Regions from separate parts of the Capra hircus genome. Here region 2 is linked to region 1. Evidence: chromatin contacts called from public Hi-C data. All regions are on one chromosome and are shown on one strand. The core of a region is the stretch at or near the end of the contact, and the rest is flanking DNA. Distances in the headings are between cores, read along the strand shown.

Region 1 (6,433 bases), core at 2,153-4,652:
CACAGTCAAAGGCTTTGGCATAGTCAATAAAGCAGAAATAGATGTTTTTCTGGAACTCTTGCTTTTTCCATGATCCAGCGGATGTTGGCAATTTGATCTATGGTTACTCTGCCATTTCTAAATCCACTTTGAACATCTGGAATTTCACAGTTCATGTATTGCTGAAGCCTGGCTTGGAGAATTTTGAGCATTACTTTACTAGCATGTGAGATGAGTGCAGTTGTGTGGTAGTTTGAGTATTCTTTGACATTGCCTTTCTTTGGGATTGGAATTTTTAATCTGCATAACAAAGTCATGAGATGAGTACTACCATTATACCCATTATAAAGTTTTGGAAGCTGAGGCTCAGGGATTTTAAAGAATTTACCCAAGATAAATAAATGGTGGAACTGGGATTCAAACCCAAGTCTGTCTGAGATCATCGGCCACCAGAGGATTAGTAATGACACTCTCCCGCTCCTCTCCTCACCTTTACTTTCCCCTGACTTTTTAAAAACACTTAAAAAAAATTAGTTTTGATTGGAGAATAATTGCTTTACAATGTTGTGTTGGTTTCTGCTGCACAACACAAATCAGCCATAAATATACATATATCCCCTGCCTCTGACGCCTCCCTCCCGTCCCATCCCCATCCTGACCGTCTGGTCACAGAGCACCAAGCAGAGCTCCTGGCACTCTGCAGCCGCTTCCTGCTAGCTATCTGTTTAACACATGGCAGTGAGTATCTCTCAGTGCTTCTCTGGAGTCATCCCACCCTCTCCTTCCCTTGCTGGGCCCCCGAGTTTGTTATTTACATCTGTGTTTCTATTGCTGTCCTGCAAGTAGTTTCATCAGGACCATTTTTCTAGATTCCATATATATGAGTAAATGTACTGTTTGTTTTCCTCTTTCTGGATTACTTCACTCTGTATAACAGGCTCTAGGTTCATCCAGCTCACTTCCACTGACTCAAGTTCATTCGTTTTTTTATGGCTAAATAATATTCCATTGCGTATATGTACCATAACTTCTTTATCCATTGATCTGTCAATGGACATCTAGGTTGCTTCCATGTCTTGACTATTTTAAATAGTGCTGCTATGAATATTGGGGTACATAACCTTCAGTTCAGTTCAGTCGCTCAGTCATGTCCAACTCTTTGTGACCCCATGACAGGCCTCCCTGTCCATCACCAACTCCCGGAGCTTACCCAAACTCATGTCCATTGAGTCGGTGATGCCATCCAACCATCTCATCCTCTGTCATCCCCTTCTCCTCCTGCCCTCAATCTTGCCCATCATCAGCATCTTTTCAAATGAGTCAGCTCTTCCCGTCAGGTGGCCAAAGTACTGGAGATTCGGCATCAGTCCTTCCAATGAACACCCAAGACTGATCTCCTTTAGGATGGACTGGTTCGATCTCCTTGCCTTATACGTTTAAGTCTTCACCAGTCCCATCTTGCCTTATCCTTCTCCAGACTCTGTGCTCCAGGCACCTTTCAGAGCTTCAGCTTATCTATCTGTAAAGTGGACATATTAATCCCTGCCCATGTCATAGTTGAAGGCCCATGAACGAGGACATGCTCTGTACATAGTCAAGGGCTGGTGCTGAGGTAGTGGAAGACACAACAGTGACGTGCTGGCTGGGCACTGTGGGTGAGTGAGTGTGAGTATGTGAGGGTGTGAGTGTAGATCCGCTTCCGTGGGACTCTTGGAGGGCAAAAAAAACTCCCTCTGCTTCTAACTGTGAGACTTCCAGTTTATTAAATAAAAAAGTAAAAAAGGCTCCATAATACATGGTCTATTTTAAATGTTTACATTTAACAAATGAATGCTTTCAACATAGAGGATACAATGCAAAATAATTGTGCTATTCACAAGATAATTACAGGATTTATAGAAAATATTAATCCACAGTGCACTGCAGGAGGTGTGGGTGGGTGATGAGACACAAGTTTGGATTTGCCTAATGAGCGGCCTGTGCTTCTTTCCCACCGTGTACCTTTGTCACTGCATATTATATCCTCTTTTGGGCATCTCAGCGGCCTCCTAGGCCCAGCTCCATCTGGGCCCCTCCTCCTTGCACTCAGCCCCTTTTTGGCTTCTCTGGAGCTCCTTGAATCAAGGCAGGCGCAATCTTGCCCCCAGGGCATTTGTCCTTGCTGTTCCCCTCATTCCTCAGAAATTGCCATGGATTTTCCATCATATCTTCCGGTCTCTATGCAAAGGGCCCTTCTCAGGAGGCCTTCCTGCACCATCCTATTTAAAACTGCAAACCATCCCCACACTCCCTATTTCATCTTTATTCTTCTCCCTAAAAGCGTTGTTCAACATCGCGCCACCTCCCGCCCCACCCCCACTCTATCTTGGTTTATTGTCTACAGCGTCCCTAGGGCTGGACCATAGCAGGGACTTAATAAACAGGAATGAATTACTGGTTACATCAAAGGACTCTATTTGATGTCCCCTCTGTGAGGCAAAGAGTCGGACACAACTGAGCGACAGAACTGAACGGCACTGAACTGTGAGGCCCAACCCAGTTCCTTGACCTAGTGCCCATGAATTAGAGGACGAATCTCTTCTATCTCATGGGAGTTGGATGTTTGGACCCCAGGGGATCTCTCAGTGCTGTCATCTGAGAGACACTGATTTAAACCAGATGGGGAATGTTATCCCCTGCAGCTCCAGTCTTAGGTCATTCCCCAGGGGCCTCTGGGAACCTACTTACTGTCCCCCGGTGGCCAACCCCCCAAAGTGCATCTGGTGTGGGTAACCCATCAGAGAGTCCTAAAGCTGAGCGCTGAAGAATTGATGCTTTTGAACTGTGGTGTTGGAGAAGACTCTTGAGAGTCCCTTGGTCTACAAGGAGATCCAACCAGTCCATCCTAAAGGAAATCAAAGGAATGGATGAATATTCGTTGGAAGGTCTGATGCTGAAGCTGAAGCTCCAATACTTTGGCCTCCTGATGTGAAGCGGGACTCATGGGAAAGCACCCTGACACTGGGAAAGACTGAGGGCGGGAGAAGGGGACGACAGAGGGTGAGATGGCTGGATGGCATCACTGACTCCACGGACATGGGTTTGAGTGAGCTCCGGGAGTTGGTGATGGACAGAGAGGCCTGGCGAGCTGCAGTCCATGGGGTCATCAGACACAACTGAACAACATCAAGGGTTACGGTGTGCCAGCCTTCGCCTCTCATTCCCTCCTCATCTTATTCCCATTTTGTGGATGAGAAATCTGAGGCATAGTTAAGGGGAGGATTTGTTTTAACGGCAAATCTTGATGAATACCCTGCAGACCTCTCTTTCTCCCTTTATGTTCCTCCTCAAGGCTTAGAATTTGAACTGCACACCGCGCAGACCCTCTCAAGAGCTGGGGCCTCTGCCGGGAGGGCCTCTCCCCGCCCCTCCTTTATGGGCCTCGGCTCTGCTGGTCATCCTTCTCAGCGCTTCAGGGCGGGATGAGGTTAGGTGCCTCCTCTGGGTCCTGAAGCGCCTGTGTATCCTTCTGGCAAAGCTCTGAGGGGTGAGGGGAGGTGGGAGGTGGGGTGCGGGTAGAGGCGGAAGGAACCACTTCTGCCCTTTACTGATCTGTTTTCCGCACCAGGCTACCAGCGCCTTGAGGGCAGGGATAAATTTTCGGGTTTTTAAAGATCTTCATTCATTGATTTATGACTTCATTCATAAATGTTTATTGAGCACCTAGCCTGTGTTCTGAAATCAGTTTTGAGCTCTGGAGACTCAGCATCAGTGCTGTGTGCGCATGCTAAGTCACTTCAGTTGTGACTCTATGGACTGTAGCCCTCCAAGCTCCTCCAAACTCCTCCAAACCCTCCAAGGGAGAGATTTTGACCACCCCAGTTCAGTTCAGTTCAGTTGCTCAGTCGTGTCTGACTCTTTGCGACCCCATGAATCGCAGCACGCCAGGCCTCCCTATCCATCACCAACTCCCGGAGCTCACCCAAACTCATGTCCATCGAGTCGGTGATGCCATCCAGCCATCTCATCCTCTGTTGTCCCCTTCTCCTCCTGCCCCCAATCCCTCCCAGCATCACGGTCTTTCCCAATGAGTCAATTCTCTGCATGAGGTGGCCAAAGTATTGGAGTTTCAGCTTCAGCATCAGTCCTTACAATGAAGACCCAGGACTGATCTCCTTTAGGATGAACTGGTTGGGTCTCCTTGCAGTCCAAGGGACTCTCAAGAGTCTTCTCCAACACCACAGTTCAAAAGCATCAATTCTTCGGCGCTCAGCTTTCTTCACAGTCCAACTCTCACATCCATACATGACCACTGGAAAAACCATAGCCTTGACTAGACGGACCTTTGTTGGCAAAGTAATGTCTCTGCTTTTGAATATGCTGTCTAGGTTGGTCATAAATTTCCTTCCAAGGAGTAAGAGTCTTTTATTCATGGCTGCAGTCACCATCTGCAGTGATTTTGGAGCGCAGTGATTTTGGAGCCCCCAAAAATAAAATCCCCCACTGTTTCCACTGTTTCCCATCTATTTCCCATGAAGCTAGTGCTCAATAAATAGGAGGGAGAAGACGAGGAAGAGGATGGAGGGCAGGAAAGTTAGAGGAATGCTGGTCGGCCTCCCTCTGCCTTTGGATCACCTGGGCAGGCAGTTTCACAAATGACCACGCGGTGGCGCCCGAATCCCAGTTATTTGGTTGTCAGTTAAAAAAAAAAAAAAAATTTTTTTTTTTCCCCTTTAGCAGATGTAGCTGTTTAGCGGAGTAGCTGGCCAGAGAGGCAGGTGGGCTCCTGTGGCTTAGGATGAGTTGAGGCTGGGGTCTGGACATGGAGCCTCTTCCAGCCTCTCTCTCCCTTTGGATTTTCTCTTGGGTTTCTCTGTTCAGGTAAGCAGTCCACCACCTCACCCCTCACTACCCGGCTCCCCTCCCCTCCCAGCCCAAGCCCAAGGCTGCTTCTATGTTGGCCATGATCCTCGACTGCCAGATGATGGGCACTCTGGCCCCTCAAGCCATTTCCGCTTCCCTTTCTCATTCATTAACCGGGCTGGGCTGTCGGGGGTGGGGCATACTTAACTGAACACTTCCCGTAGGCCTTGCAGGGTGGGGAGCCAGAGGAAATGACCCTGTTCCTTTTCTTAGTATTCTGGGGGTGGGGTGGGAGGTCCGAATAGAAACCAATAGAGGCAAAGGAAAACATGCGGGAGTTACTTAAGACTTCCTTCCCATCTGTATTTTCAGCACGCGGTAAATTTATTCTCATTGCACTGATGTGGAAACTGAGGCTGAGAAGTGTTTGGCTAAGTGCATAAATTGCCCTTCTGGCTTGCAGTATCTCGGGCTCCCTCATCAACAGGGGTTGTGGCCCACACTAAGTATATTCATAAATTCATTCAACAGTCTCTACCGAACTCTGCAGATCCAGTGAGAATCACCCCCAGCTCCTGCCCCTGGGCACTGGCAGTCTTGAGGGAGAGACTGGCAGGGAAGCACAGGGCAGCTTGTCCTTGAAGTCAGTGCTGGGTGCAGTGGGGACCCAGAGGATGCTGTTGCTGGTGCCACCTGAACAGGTTGGGGGCATGATGGAAAGGAAGGTCTGAGAGGCTTTGTAGATTCCTCGAGAACCGAAGATCTAATAAAGCGTAATTTCTGAGAAGGTAAAATCATGACCTCATACACACACACAAAATTAATGTGTGTCAAAGATTTTCTTTAACTCTAACTGACAAGGACCCAGCAAGGTGTTAAAAGTAGTTTAAATGAGAATGTTCTCTACTGGACTGAATTCCTTTGCGTGGTTATAAATAGGAATCATTTGCTTGCCATGGGCAGGAATCATTTGCATTATTACCTGTTTTCTACAATTTACTTCTGTCCCTGCAGAGTTATAAAGTCAGTCAAAGGCAATGAAGAGCATACACCCCTAAGGATGAGCTTATCATTAGAGGACAGTTGCTTTGAAAGGACATCCAAGAATCTCTTTTGCCTTTTCCAAACTTTGTATGTTTTCTTGACTAACCCTTGGAAGGATCCATCCCCCTGGGGATCCAGGTGACCAATTTCTAGCTCTAACAGGAGTTGGCCAGTCAGTGCCCGCCAGCAGGTGGCGCTGAGGCAAATTATCAGCAACACCAAAGTGAATTCTGCGACTGGGAGCTGGGGGCTGGCTTCCCAGTTTTCAACCTCTGCTGGCTTTGGGCAGTCAGGTTTCTTGTCTTGAGAATTCCACAGGGCCGGTTCTGAGTTAGCTTCCTGTGAAGTCATTCATTCACTGACTCAGTCATTCAACAAACCTGAAGTCAGCCCCACAAATGATGTTCCTGAGATTCTCCAGAGAATCAGTCCTTGTCTTTGCTTGCCTGGCTTTGCTGCCAGGATTCAGAGCCATCTGATATTCTGAAAAAAATCAGAATCTCTTTACTGTACCCCAGCCCTGCCTACGCCTGCGCCCACTTCCGTTGGAAAACTCACCTCGTCAGAG
Region 2 (6,833 bases), core at 1,910-4,409, 46 kb after region 1:
CCAGTTTGGAGAAGCTGAGTCCCAGCTCCAGACAGAGCTCAGAGGTGCCCTCAGCCTGCAGCTCTGAGTAAGGACAGGTCAAGTGAGGTGGCCAGGGTGAGAGCCGGCGGGGGGACGGTATGGCCACGGTCCCCAACCCCTCCCCAAGTCCAACGCCTGGTCCCCTAGTCTCTTCCCTGTTAATGGAGGCCCCGGCTCCTTCCCTTCCCAGGAGGGACCAAGGCTGAGCCAGAGGCTCTTTGGTTAGAAACTTAGATTGACTTGAATGAGTAGGGTGACGGAATGGGAGGGAGCCCGCAGAGGTCTAGGGGACTCAGAGGCCCTGGTCAGGGTAGGGAGAGAGCTTGGCTCGGGAGGGGGCAGGGTTTGCCTCACAGCCAGGCAGGTCCGCCTCCGAAGGATGGATCAGGAAGGCAGTTCTGGCGGGAGGGAGGGCGCTTCCCGGGAGGCAGGGGGAAGCCGTGCTGCGGTGGGGGCTGTGGGCCCAGCTGCCATGCGGTGGGGGGGGCTGGGGCCAGTCCAGGTTGGGAAGGATGAGGGGAACACCCCCCACCCTCCACCGCCCCGCGAGCAGCCCTGGCTCTGGTAGGAGAGTCCGTGGTGGGAGGGCACCACCCGCTGGCCCCCCCTCCGTGCTACTGGCCCTTGGGGATGAAAGGCTCTCCCTCCCCAGGCTCGGGGTGTGGGCCTGGGTCACTGAGGCAGCGCTGTATCCTCTGAGAGCTGGGGCTGTCGCTCGGCGCCGGGGTGAAGACGTCGTCGGTGCCCGGGGACGAGGGCTCCTTGGTCCGCATCGTGAGGCCCCCATCGGGGTCCTCATCGTCCTCCTCCTCCTCGGCCAGCCTGCCCGGATCCCGGCTCAGCCCCAGGACCTTGCCCTTCAGCTCCTCGTTCACCAGGTCCACGGACTCAGGTGACTGCGGGGAGGCCGGGTCAATGGTGATCACAGGCAAGTCGGCCTTGGGCTCATAGGCCAGTGGGTCTGCGAACCAAGAGCAAGGCACACACTGGCTTCCGGCCCTGAGCCCTCCCAGTACGTGGCCCACCTCTGCCCGCAAAGAGTCAGCCTGTGAGTGCGGTCATCCTGGTATGCTTCAAGTCACTCTGCACGGGCCTTTTACGAGGCCAATAGTTCCTCCTCCCCTCGGACTGTGCTCTCCAAGGTAGGACTGTGCTCCCCTGCTCAGCCCTGGGGCTCCCATAGGAGTCCCTGCTTCAACGAAGAGCCAGGCTCCCTCCTGAGCCCCATGTCCTGGAAGGCCTGCCTTGGTCCCCCACATGTCAGAGAGCCCAACAGTGCAGCCCCCTCCAGCCTCCCCGCGGGCACCCAGCTCCTCAGCGTGAGCCCCTCTGTGGAGCACTCTGTCCCTGGGGAGGACGGCAGGGCCACTTTTCTGGGGGGCCCCCCTCTGGTGAACCCCCAACTCCACCTGACATAGGAGGAGTTCACGGCTTGGCCCATGAGAAGCCCATCCTCCCTGCAGGCTCTCTGAGGCCCGTGCCCAGCCTCAAGGCTCCTCGCGGGGCCCCCCATGGCCTGCCTTACCTGAGCCGATGCGGGCCCGCGACATGGTGGGCGAGTCCAGCTTGTGGGCCGGCACGGTCAGGTAGTTGCTGATCTGACAAAGGAAGAGCAGGTGGGGGCAGGGGGGTGAGCAGAGGCACCCCGGGCCGGTGGCCGCACACCCTTCTTTGTGTGTCTGGGGTGCCCGCGCCCTCTCCACCCATGCCCGTGGCAAGCCTGAGCCAGTGCTGGGTCCTGAGGGCCTGGCCCAGCCTCTTGTCGAGCTCCAGGGTGACCCTGAACACTCCCACACTGTCCCACCTCTCCCATGGGGGTACCAGCCCAGCCTCTAGCTCCTGCCCTCATTTGTCCCTAAGGACAGACCCACAGTCGACCTCAAGAATGTCACCTGGGCCCTGGATGACCCCCGAGATTCTCAATGCAACACGCTCCAGCTGAACTCAGCTACTTATCTTCCTTCAAAACCTGCTCCTTCCTTGGTGTCCCCTCAGCCACGCCACCCGCCTACCCCAATCAAAGGCCAGCTGTGACCCCTGCCTCCTTTTCCTCTTCCCTCGGTCCCACCTCAAACTGGTAACCAAGTCCTGCCACTCTGACCTCCTAAATGTCCCTTGAATTCTGCCTGCTCCTCCCCTACCCCGCCACCCCCCTAATCCACCCGCACCCCTTTCCACGTGCTTCCCTCGCTGAGAACCGTTCATGACTTCTCCATGCTTTGGAAGAAAGCCCAAACCCTTAACGCCATTAACAAGCTTCCTTGAAAGCTGAGCCCCTCAGTCTGTGGTCAGGAACTTGTGTATAGTTTCTTTCCTTCTGCCTGGCCCTTCTCCTGCCCACACTCCCTCCCCCAAGACTCTCATTCCTAAGCGCACTCTGACCACTTCCTTGTTTGAGGTGCTCAGAGCCCCTTGCACTTCCAGTTCTGCCCGGGGCCACTGTGTGCTCCATAAGGGAGGGACTGGGCTGATGCACCACCGGATACACGGAGGCAATTCTGCCGCTTGGCACTTAGGGAGAGCTCCACAAATATTTTCCTGAACGAATGAATGAAGGCATGTGTGTCTTGCTTTCTGATTCTGAGCCTTAGTTTTCCTTTCCTCTGAGCCTTAGTTTTCTCACTAGAAAATGAGAGGTTAGAGCACGTGGATAGACTCTTCTAGATCTGATACCCGAGGACACAGTGGGGAACGGGGGCCTCTTTGCTGCTCTGAGTGGAGAAGAGGTGGAGAAGGCAGCTTTCTGGAACTTTCCCTGGGGCTCAGCCTTTGAAACACATGGGGGGTGCGTGTGTGTGTGTTCAGTTGCTAAGTTGTGTCTGACTCTGCAACCCCATGGACAGGGGAGCCTGGAGGGCTACAGTCCTGAACACAGGAGAGCTACAGTCCATGGAATTTTCCAGGCGAGAACACTGGAGGAGGCCAAGACACCAGATGGGAGTGGCTCTGTCTCCCAGAGGGCTGGGTGGTGGTGATGCAGGCAGAGGAAGAGCCCAGGTTTCCAGAGAAAGGCAGGAGCCGGCTCCAGCTGCAGACACACCTTCTGCTCCAGTTGCCTGGCCTTCTGTCTCCGGAGCAGCATCTGGTTCCAGGCCTCCTCGTAGGGGTCGGCCACCAGCGTGTGTCTGTTGTAGGACCGCAGCTGTGGGAGGAACAGCTGTCAGGCAGGCCCAACCAGGCCCCGGAAGCTGGGCCTGGAGGGGCTGGGGAGGCTCTGGGCATGTGGAGCAGAGGAGGGTGGGGCGGGGCGGGGGCAGGGGGCTCCTCTGCGGTAAGTGAAGTGGGCCGGGCAGGGGCAGCCCCTCACCCTCTGCCTGGTCTTCTGCAAGTTGTTTCTCAGGATTTTGCGGATCTCCTCTTCCTTGTCCTTGGACAGTGCTGGTAGGATGCGCTCGGCCGGCAGGGACTTGGGGTGGATGTTCCTGGGATAACAGGCCTCAGATTAGAAAATTCCTGGGACTCTGGGGGCTGGGGCAGGACAGAAGGGTCCCCTGGGGATGATCCGGTTGGGTGCGCCAAGCCTTGGGTCCTCAGTGTGATCTGCCCGCCCGGTGGAATGACCTAGGGACCCGCTCCAGGTGGGTGTTGAGGGGTCAGCATGTGGCTTGCAGAAGCGGCCGGGGTTGGCCACTAGCACTCACTGCATGGAGACGGTGGAGACGGCCGAGGGGATCTTGCCCATGCCCCCACTTTCCACCAGCTCGATGGCCTGCTTCATCTCCATCTTGTGGTAGAAAGCGATGAGCTGGGGCTCCTTGGAGCGCTCACCAGCTATCAGACACTTCTTCACGTACTTCTTATTAAACCGGTTGAGCCTGGTGGGAGGTGGGAGGAGATGGGTGAAGCTGGCTTCTGCAATGGGAAGATGCCCAGGCCCCTGGGGGGAGACCCTTACCGGCCCCTCCCCGCCCTCCTGCCCACTAGGCCTGCCACCTACTTGTCTTTCCAGTGGTGGTGGCCGTAGTGGCCACAGATGTCCTCGATGCCTGTCAGAAGGTGGTCCAGGAACTGAAACGTGCCCAGGGCCAGGTCAAGCCTTACTACTGGGCTCCTTCCGGACCAAGACTCCTGAATGGGCCCCCACCTTCCACCCCAGTGCTGCTCTGCTCAACCCAGCCCTGTAGTTCCAGAAGCAGCCAGGAGGTGGCGCCCACACCCCACTCATCCTGAAGCCCTGTGGACCCCTCCAGCCCTCTGCCACTGGGGCCCAGCTGAACCCTCTTCTCTGAACCCACTTGTGCCCAGCACCTGGGCCAGGTTCCTGCAGAGGCAGAGACGGCATGACGCCCTCTCCTCAGGTTCCTGGCTGCTCACACCACCCCTCGCTATGGGGTGACCTGGTGTCCTCAGGAGGCACTGGATGAGGGAGGAGGGGCTGCCTGAGGACATGGATGCAAGGCCTAGCTGACCCCAGCTCCCTAAGCCTCCTCCTGCAACACAGGGCCCAGGCCCAGCTGCCGGTACCTGCGTGTGGATCTCCTCGTTGATAGAACGCTTCGTTTCTTGCTTTTTCTTCACAGCCAGCAGGTCTACCAGGGGCCGAATGGTCATGCCCTGGGGGGTGGGTGGGTGTCAGGCACTCCAGTTCTGCCACCCTGGCCGGGAGGCCACAGAGGTCCTCCACCCTAAGGTCCCTGAGCCTGGGATGCCCTTTGCTCTGACGTCCCCAATCTCCCAACATCCAAGCTGCGCTTATATTAAGCCCACTTACTCCTGAAGACATGGCCAGGGGGTTCACATCCAGCCAAGGGACTCACACACAAGCCAGCTAGCCCGGGCCAGAGTTCAAGTGTGAGCTCCACCACAAATGCACTGTCACCTAACAGGGAAGACCACCTCTGCTCTGGCCCCCTTGCAGGTTTTTGACCCAGAAGGACCCAGTAAGGACAGCAGTAGCTAATCTAACTGCACACTTGTCAAGTGCCAGGGCCAGTGGTGTTTTCACTAGAATTAGCATTTCAATACCTGCAATGACCCCTTCCTTGTCCCCATTGTACAGATGAGGAAACTGAGACTGAGAGAGGTCAAGTAACTCCCTAAGGTCTCACAGAAGTAGTAAAGCCGGATTCAAACTCAGGCAGGGAGGTCCCTACCTCAATGCTGCGTTCATTAAAAACTGACTTAGTAAACCAACTGCAAAATAAGGTGATAAAATATTTTGGAAGATGGAAGCAGGGCAAGATGATCAAAGAGGCAACCTCTTCTCCTTTTAAAAGACAGAAGACAAGTCCAGCCCCAGGAGGTTTGCTCTACACTGTGCTCTCTGGAGAAGGCAATGATGTTTCCCACTGAGGGCTTGTCTAGGGTTATGATCCAGGAAACATGGAGCAAACACACAGATGAAGTGTTTCTCACTTGCCCAAAGTCACGCGTCAGATAACGAGAAATGGTTTACATCATCTCAAGCTGGGCTCCCTCAGGGACTCCAGGGGTGGGTGAGGTTCTCAGCTAAGCCTGAGTCGTTCAAATGCACAGAAATCACAGCCAACAGCTGGAAGGACTCTTCAGGATCCGCTGGTCCAGTCCCCTCACTTCACAGATAGGGATCTGAGACCCAGAGATGGGAGGAGAATCTTTCCAGGCTCACACTGACAGCAGCAGAGCTCTGGCTAACGATCTCCGACGGCGCCGCTCAGGGGCCGTTTCGCCTTTCCAGCCCCCGTGCTGCGCTACTGCCCCCATTTGACTGATGTGGAAACTGAGACCCTAAGAGAATAAACCACTTCCCCAAATCCCTACCGTGAGCTTCACGGTCCTGCCGACTGGACACACTCCTCTCAGCGCTACCTGGGCTCCTGACTGAGCTGGGCAGCATCACTCCACAGTGACGCGTGACCAGGCTCTTCCTTTGCAACTGAGCACACCGAGGCCTGGAAAGGCGGGGGCTTGTCCAGGGCTGCATGAGGTGCTGCTGGAGCTGGAACTACAACCCATGCTGCCCGCTGCCCTCCTAGCCCCGCTCCGGCATGCACTTCCTCTTTCCTGGCAGGGTCAGGGTCCCCAGGCAGGGCTGCTCTGCCCTGTCCAGCACCTGCACAAAGACGGTGAAAAAGATGACGGTGATGATGGCCGTGAGGAACAGGTCACACATAGGGAAGTGCTTCTTGTCCAGGAGGTAGCCCAGGGAGAAGGCGATGGCCCCTCGCAGGCCCCCGTAGGCGATGATGAACTGGTCCTTGGGGGTCAACTTCACGATGCGGAACTTGTTGATGAACCAGGTCAGGCCCAGCACGCCTGCCAGGGAGGGGAAGCAAGGGGTCAGACTGTCCTAGACCCTCATGCCTTTTGCAGCTGGGAGATTTTCTGTTTGGAGGAAGCCTCCACTGGTAAACCTGCCCAGCTAATTCATATCTCAGGTCCCTCAGTCCAAGGAGCTCCTAATCCCTCAATCCGAGAGTTGGGTGGATCTTTAAGGGAGGTCCCTCACCTGTATATACTTTAGAGACATTACAGAGGCCTCCAGGGGCTGGAGGGCAGAAGGGTACCAGGAAAAGAGATGAGACAAGACTGGCTACAAGTTAATACCTATTAAATATGATAGGTACACGGGGCCTACTTTTCTATGTATTTGAAATTTTCTGTAATAAAAAGTTGTTTTAAAATGCTACGGCTTCCCTGGCGGTCCAGTGGTTAAGACTTCATGCTTGCACTGCAGGGAGCACGGGTTCGATTCTTGGTTGAGGAGCTAAGAGCGCACCTGCAGCATGGCCGGGGGCGGGGGGCGGGAATATTGCAGAGGCAGGTCGGAGTCCAGTCTCAACCCCATAGCCCCAGAATCTCCAGAGGATGAGGCCCAGGATGAAAGGGTTTTT

Evidence for each region. A called contact is a pair of places that touch in the nucleus more often than the background predicts.
Region 2: a contact with region 1 is called in a Hi-C map of blood, with 1.8 times the contacts expected there. The contact joins two enhancer-like sites. A contact is called at or near these places in 2 of 5 Hi-C or Micro-C datasets (both in blood).

What each region holds. Positions count from the first base shown.
Region 1 is chr2:9,785,884-9,792,316 of ARS1.2, forward strand. No RefSeq gene overlaps it. Among named protein-coding and RNA genes, the nearest start is that of FAM46B, 29 kb to the left of the region's middle. Within about 2 kb of position 3,403, at least 1 of the 5 cell types and tissues checked has an H3K27ac peak or open chromatin away from gene starts, as enhancers often do.
Region 2 is chr2:9,831,737-9,838,569 of ARS1.2, forward strand. SLC9A1 (sodium/hydrogen exchanger 1) reads right to left here. Exons shown (of 12, transcript XM_018056627.1): 5 at 6,053-6,255; 6 at 4,486-4,575; 7 at 3,959-4,029; 8 at 3,663-3,836; 9 at 3,329-3,443; 10 at 3,062-3,163; 11 at 1,547-1,619; 12 at 1-982. The coding sequence ends at 636. Among named protein-coding and RNA genes, the nearest start is that of SLC9A1, 48 kb to the right of the region's middle. Within about 2 kb of position 3,160, at least 2 of the 5 cell types and tissues checked have an H3K27ac peak or open chromatin away from gene starts, as enhancers often do.